2 separate regions of the Rattus norvegicus genome follow, and region 1 is linked to region 2. The links are chromatin contacts, called in public HiChIP or PLAC-seq maps. All regions are on one chromosome and are shown on one strand. Each heading gives the region's core, a stretch centred on a gene start, on an enhancer-like site or on the middle of the called end of the contact. The rest is flanking DNA. Distances are from core to core; before and after follow the strand shown.

Region 1 (3,599 bases), core at 653-3,152, 48 kb after region 2:
TTTACAATCTCCTACATTCTCATCTCTCACCTACCCCAGCGGTAGGAATGGCTGAGATTTCCTGTCATAGGAGGAGTGAGCCCAACATGTGGATAGCACCTAAGGCTGACCAGGTTATTTCTAAATAACTTCCTGCCATTATAAATGTCTCAGAAAGGACTCAGGGCTGTGAGGAGAAAAGGGAGTCTGGAGCCAGACTGCTTTGGATGAATCTGAGCTCTAATAACAATCTATGTACTCAAGATTTTTTAGTTTCTCTAAGCCTCGGTTTCTGAAAACTAACACTATAATCATCTTATAAACTGCAATATCACTTCTCAGTATGTACCTGAAAACACAGGGCTGGAGAGATGGCTCAGTGGTTAGGATCACTAGTTGCCCTTCAGGAGGACCGGGTTTTGATTTCCAACCCCCACAAGGGAGCTCCCATTTGACACCCTCTACTGGCCTGGGAGGGCACCAAGGGCATCCCTGGTACAGAGATACTCATGCAGGCAAAACACCCACACACATAAAAACAATTAAAACTTGTAGCTAATTTTCCATAGAAGAGCAATGTTACTAGCACCAGCTTTGTGGCGTTCTTAGGATTACCTGAATTAACAACCCACTAAGTCTTGACACAAACGTAGCAGGTAGGTGCTATGAAAAGGTTTTTAAACGTACAGCCTTGCCTCAGTAGTGACATGTGTTAAGTAGCCTTCAGGCCCTTGTGTACCAGAGCATCCGTCTGAGAGTTTTAGCTGTTACAACGGCCCCACTCCCTAGGTGGGATGAGTGTGTAGATTCGAAACTTCAGCCCTGAGTCTATTCTTGAGCCAAATAAGAAAGGTGGTCCAGCAACATGGATTCATATTGCCCTGAGAGTCGTGCTCCACTGTGGAAGTAGTTACATTAGCTTTTTAAAAATTAGTTACAGAAGAAAGTCCCTAAAATCAAGGCATTTATCAAATGCAGGGACTGCAGGTCAGTGGATTACAGCAAAGTGGGCCACAGGTTTCAGGTACTGATGAGACTTGTAGCTTTCGACTCAGTGGAAGCCAGTAGTCAGCTGACAATACATTTCTTCTTATTATTAATGGTGGTTTTGCCTGCGTGTATGTCTGTGCACCACTGTCTCAGTACTGTAGGGACTGAGCTCCAGACTGTTGTAAACTACTGCTGGGAATCAAACTTGGGTATTCTGGAAGAGCAGCCAGTGCTCTTAACCACTGAGCTGTCCCTCCAGCCACTGCTAAAAAGACATAGTAAAGGTTTTCCTAAGGCATGAGGGTATTAAGTTTGATGGGTAGGCAATACATGCCTCCCAAAGGAACTAAAAATGCCCAAGCTAATTTAGCTCTGGTCTGCAACATTTTAACTCTTCACAGTCATGAAGTTAAATTATTAAGCCTTGTAGAATCTTTAACACCCTGCAGCATTCTTTTTTTTTCCCCGAGAATTCCAGTTTATTTCGGGTGTGTAGGTATGATGCGGTGGGGCATTAGGATACTATGGAGTAAGTACATTGTGGGTCCCAGGCCACCTGGCACAGCTCTGGCTGAGGTGTCTGTCACACACCTCTAAAGCGATCAGGCTATGCTTACTTCAAGTGTTTAGGAAGTGCTTGGAGACCGGGACAGCCCACATGCGTGGAAAGTGGCAGAGACCGTGGGTTCTGTACCTGTCGGAGCGGCGGGGGCTGAACTCCGCCGGCTCCGGGCTGCGCGCATCGGTGGCAAGAGCTTGGCCCGCGCCCTGGTAGGGTAGCGAGCGCCGCGGGTCGAGTGCCTTCCGCGGGCGTCGCTACACACTTCCTGTAGGTCCCGCCGCCTGCGGAGCGCTTCCGGTGCCGGCTGAAGCCGGGGTCCGAGCCCCCGCCCCGCCCCTCTCCGGCCCCGCCCCGCGCGGCCCCGCCCCCGCGCTCCAAGCCGGGCGCGCGGAGCCCGGGGCGCACGGAGCGGCGCGCGCCGGTGGCCGAGCCAGGCTGGCGCCCGCGCCCCCACCGCACCACCGCCGTCACCCGCCGCGCAGCCCGCGGGGCACCCTTCCCGCTTCACCGACTCCGGCCCCGGGGCCTCCGGCCGTGGTGCTGCCGTCCTCCGTCCCGCCGTCCCTCCCCGTCCAGCTCGGGCCGCCGGGCTCTCGCAGGCCCCACCGCCCGCGTTCCTATGGACAGACGCACAGACACCTGCAGGTGGGTGAGAGCCCGCTCAGGGCTGGGGAGCAGGCGAGCGCGGGGCCTTTGTGTGTGGGCGGCCGCGCCGTGACCCTCAGAACCTTCCTTTTGTCTGCTCCGGGCTGGCGAGGCGGGAGGGCGCTAGGGGCGGAGGGGTCTGCGGGCGCAGAGACCGGCGCGCACGGGTTCGCGGCCCGCGGCGTCTTGGCGGGGACTGTCGGTGCGCCGGCGTCCCGGAGCCGGGCAGGAGGGCGGGACGGAGGAGGAACGGTCTGTCCAGCTAGTTGCAGACCGGTAAGGCGCCTCGGGGCTCTGCCGGACTAGCTTGGTTGTCGGGAGTTACCGGGAGGTGCGTGTGGGGCGTGTAAAGGAACGTGCGGCGCTTTGCTCCCTTATTTATTGTTTCTAACGGAGGAGGGTTCTCTCCCAAACGCTCCCCCGAGTCTGAGGCTGCGCACAGTGATTTGTGTTTTTATCAAATAGATCAAGATATCTAGTGTCCTGGAGAGAGGAGGTTGAGCTGACCAGCAACACGTCAGATCAAACAAACAAACAAACAAACAGACAAACAAACAAAAATATGTGGTTTATGTGGTTTTCTTACAGCTGTCTTTAATTAAAAAATGTAAAGGTCAGGTAATGACTTAAATGGAGAAAATCGAACATGGTTGATTTAAAAAAACCACTTGTATTTATTTTTGTTTTGAAGTTTTGGAGTAAAGTTTTTTTCTCGTGGTCGTTAGGATTATCACTGATAGAGTAGTCTACCAATTAAACAATTAATCGGAGTGCCCTGTAGTGACAGCTTTTACGGTAGGGCTTGCATCAGAGAGTAAAACACAATGATAGTCTTTCCATGCGGGCTAAAACCTTTGTTTTCCGTTTTAAGAGAGATTTTTTTTTCTTTCATAGCATGTGAAGAAAACGTGATGTTAGAAGTGATTTTCCCACCGGTATTTCCTTATTTTACATGAAGCAACTATGTATTCCGTGCATACAAACCAAGGATTGGGTTGGTTGCTTGTTAGATACAGTGTTTTGAAAGGTGTTAGGTGGCAGCTCTGATTTTTCTTATTTGATTAGCTGGCTAACTTCGTGAACAGCTGCTATATGTTCATATATGATCAAATGATAAATGAAGTCCAGGAAGCATTCATAAAGTTCATTTCATAGACTCATGTTTTCTATGTAGATACGGGTTTATGTCCTATGTTAATCTGTTTTTTCCTCACTTTTAGAAACTTTATTTTTGTCGACTGTGAGAATTCATATTGGCATACTTAAGTCTGACTGTTACCTGGGAGTGGTTTTTGGATTCGTTTTTAGTAGTTTTGAGGAGCACTGAACAATGCTAGCCATTTGGAGAAAGTGGAAGATTCCTTTAAAAAAAAAATCTAAATTTGAAGGGAAAAATAATATAGATGAAAGCTCTTTAAATTCC
Region 2 (3,988 bases), core at 1,210-3,709:
AGGCTAGGTAGAGGCATGGGCCCCCGAGGCTGACTTGTATGTTACATTAGTAACATGGAAGGTTGCAGATATCTCCAAATCACACATTAATACCTGTCAAAATGTTTAACATCAGTCAAAAGATTTAATTGCCTAATGTTTTTTAAATTTCTTTGAGACAGGATTTCACTATGTAATGCCCACCTGCCTCTGTCTCCAGAGTGCTGGGATCAAAAGTGTGTGTCCCTGTGCTCGGCTATTTATTTTTATGTGTGTGTCTGTGTGTCTGTGTGTCTGTGTATGCCTGTTTAGGTGCCTGCAGAGGTCAGAAGGCATTGTGGTCCCCTGGAGCTGTAGTTACTGATGGTTGTAAGCCTCCTGACATGAGTGCTGGGAATCAAACCTGGGTCCTCAGGAAGAGCAGCACTCACTCTTAACCACAAAGCCTTCTCTTCGCTTTGACATTCATTTGCTTATTTATTTATTTTTTTAAGATTTATTAATTCATTATATATGAATACACTGTAGCTGTTGTCAGACAAACCAGAAGAGGGCATCAGATCTCATTACAGATGGTTGTGAGCCACCATGTGGTTGCTGGGATTTGAACTCAAGATCTCTGGAAGAGCAGTCAGTGCTCTTAACCACTGACCCATCTCTCCAGTCCTTATTTATTTTTAATTTGAAGATTTAGTTTAGGGCTAGAGAGATGGTTCTGTGGTTAAGAGCACTGGTTGCTCTTCCAAAAGATCCAGGGTTTGAATCTCAAAATCTACAAGGCATCTTAACAACCCTCTAACTCCAGATCCAGGGTACCTGGCACCCTCTTCTGGCCTCTTTGGGTAGTGTACACAGGAGGTGCACAAACATGCAAAAAGCAGGAAAAACACCCATAAACATTAATAATAATGAGGAGGAGGATGATAATTCAATTTACATTTGCTTAGAAAAATTACCTCTAATAATTTAGGAATAAACTTTCCCCTAATGAACACCTGCCCCAGCCAAATAACTTAAGTCTTAAGTGTTGAATTTACAAAATACATTTTATGACTTTTATTTTATTCACTTTTTTCTATTAGTTTGCTTCTTAGCTGAACTGTCTCTGTCTCTATTTCTCTCTCTCTCTGTCTCTCTCCCCTTTTAGAATACATGGAAATAAAAGCAACATTATTGGAGAAAGAGGAATCTGAGGGGCACAGGACATTAACACCTTTAAGAGTAAGGAACACTTTAGACGCATGAGGAGGCATCCTCTCTCTACCAAGAATTCTCTGTTACAGACAAATATACAAACCAGTCAAAGCAGCCAAGGGTCAATGGAGCGTTGTCATCTGTCGCTAGCTTTCTGAAACATCTGGAACTTACAAACTGGCTACTCACACCTCCTATGTAACCACTGAGATTATGAACTTTTCTACCTGCCGTGTTTCTCAAGTCACTTAAGAGATACTAATATTTGTTGAATAAGTCCATTCTTCTATACTCATTAAGAATCATTATCGTAGGTCACAAACTCACACACGTCAATAGATGATAGTTAAGGTGATAAAAGAGTAAACAGCCGCAGGTTAATAATAATTAATAGTTTGATAGCCACAGGTTAATAATACATGATTTTTAATTTGAAGATTTAATTTAGGGCTAGAGAGATTGTTCCGTGGTTAAAAGCACTGGTTGCTGCTCTTTCAAAAGATCCAGGATTTGGCAAATAGGAGCGTACATATGTCTTATTTTTATGAACTAGGCTTTAGATAACAACCTCTTTAACATCTTTTTCTACCGCTACGAAATACAAAACAATTTCATTTCCAGGGTAGCTCAATTAGGTGTAACTCCAAGAACGAAACTGAATCCCAGAATCGACCTCATTCCAGCATTCATTCCAGGACTGAGGATTCCTTCTCCAAATTTGATTTCTGTGGCCCAAATATATGATGAATTCTTGTGGGAGACCTTTGCAAAGATCTCTTCCAGAAGCTCATTGACTGTCTCCAGACACTGGAGGTCAGGCTAGGTTCAGATTCAGTGGCAGCGAAAATGCGACGATTACCGGCTTACGCAAAAGCATTTTTCAGATGTCTACAAGTGTTCTTCGGAGCGAGAGCCTTGGCTCGGGGATAGACCGGGGAAAACGACGCCCAGCACCCTCAAGGCAGTCCTCGGAGCGCCCCTCAATCGGCCATCCTGCTGGCCCGGAGCCGGCGACGCGCCGAACTTAGGCAAGCAAGGAAAAGCCTACGTAGTACTGATGCTCTAGACACGCCAGTGGCCCACAGGCGAAACTGATTGTCATCGACGGACCCGGGAAAGGGGCGGGGCGGAGGTGTCTTCCAAAGCGCCTGCGCAGGGCGTTGGTTTCCTGGGTGTCGTTTGTGGAACTGCGGGAAGACCCGCCCAGCGCCCGGTGTGCGCAGGCGCACACCGTCTTGTAGGGTCTCTGTCTTGTAGGATCTCTGTCTTGTAGGAGGGCGGGTTCCCGAGCGGGTCTCGGGGCGGGGCCGGGGGCGCGGCTAAATGCGGAGGGAAGGTTCTCCTGTCACTCACAGGTCGCTGCTGTTCCACTGCCACCAAGTTCACTGAACTGCGAAGGTCATGCTGCCCAACACCGGGTAAGAGGACGGGGATAGGTTGGGTTTAAGGACTAGTCCGCAGGTCGCCCGCGCTACCCAGAGGGCGCGGAGGGGATCGGTGAAACTGCCGCGCGCTCTGGAACTCCGGCTCGCGAAAAGATAGAGTTGCTGAGACCTGCGCGTGCACGGGACCCCAAAGTTGTGTACTATAGGGACTCAAAAAGTTGTACATTACAGGGGGCAGCGGTGTCAGATACCTCACAGGGAAAGGTTACGAGGGTAGGTGTTCCCCGTCGTCAGTTTGGCCTGGTGACAATGTTGCTTTCAGCTTCTAGGTGAAAGTTCACTTGGGACAATGACTTCAGATTTTCTGTTTGTCTATATGCTTGATTGTAGATTTAAAAATAAAGAATCGTGTTTTGAAACGCTTTTCAAGTTAATAGCGAGTTAAAGGATTTTTATGTTTGATGGTTTGTTTGTTTTACTTAAAAATGAAGTGTTTTTACCCCAGCCTAGCCAGGTGCGGTGACACCTTTTAATTCCAGCACTCAGAGGCAGGGTCAGAAGGATCTATTGATTTCAAGCCCAATTATTTATTTATTGACATATTTGTGCAGCCAGTCACTAGGATTTTACAAAATTAAAACAAATACCCATTAAATAATGTTCTTCCCATTTCTTTTTGCCCTTAGTTCCTGCTAAACTCAGGTAGATCCACTATGTTCTATAAAGTTTGAGTATCTTCAGCGCAGGGACAAGTAAGTTCATTCTGTAGTTAGTTTGACATGTATAGACAGCTAAAACATTAAATCGTTCAAAAAGATATGTCTATTTAAAAATCCAGTTTTCTTCTATTTGTATTCTTTGCACTTATCAACATATTTTGTATAACTTACAGGGACAACGTCGTTTTAGAAAATAGTAGCAAACTCCGTTTTGGGTTTGCTGTTTTTACCTGACATGTCTTGGGGTATTCTTAGGCTTCCAGAACATGCAGCCTGTCCTTGTTCTCTTGTTTTGTTTTTGTTTTTGTTTTTGTTTTTTGTTTTGTTTTTTGTTATTTTTTGAGACAGGGTTTGTCTGTGACCTAACTATCCTGGAACTCTCTGTAGACCAGGCTGATCTTGAACTCAGGGAGTTCCTCCTGCCATGAGCCTGACCTTGTCCTCTTTAATGGTTGCAAATTATTATTGAAGACCTGTTCCCTAATGTTAGATTCTGAATCATTTCCAGCTGTTTTGGTATCTTTTTGTTGGTGGTGTTTTTATTTCATCTTTGCTTCCATTATTATTCTTTTGTTTTGTTTTGGTTTGAATTGAGTGTAACCCTGGCTGTCTTTGAACTGGTTATAGACCAGGTTGGTCTTGAACTCACAGACATTTGCCTGCCTTTGCCTCCCAGGGGCTGGGATGAAAGGTCTGTGCCACCTTGCCTGG

Evidence for each region. HiChIP or PLAC-seq counts read pairs in DNA pulled down with a chosen protein or histone mark.
Region 1: a contact with region 2 is called in an H3K27ac HiChIP or PLAC-seq map of oligodendrocytes, with 2.3 times the contacts expected there. The contact joins the promoter of Kiaa1958 here to the promoter of Hsdl2 in region 2. A contact is called at or near these places in 1 of 12 Hi-C or Micro-C datasets (frontal cortex) and 1 of 1 datasets of contacts at active chromatin or transcription factors (oligodendrocytes).

Annotation. Positions count from the first base shown.
Region 1 is chr5:79,284,806-79,288,404 of GRCr8, forward strand. It overlaps Kiaa1958 (KIAA1958 homolog), which reads left to right and starts at 1,903. Exons shown (of 4, transcript NM_001419541.1): 1 at 1,903-2,176. It overlaps LOC134486941 (a long non-coding RNA gene), which reads right to left and starts at 1,822. Exons shown (of 2, transcript XR_010066534.1): 1 at 1,664-1,822.
Region 2 is chr5:79,236,422-79,240,409 of GRCr8, forward strand. It overlaps Hsdl2 (hydroxysteroid dehydrogenase like 2), which reads left to right and starts at 2,460. Exons shown (of 11, transcript NM_001025697.1): 1 at 2,460-2,591. The coding sequence starts at 2,575.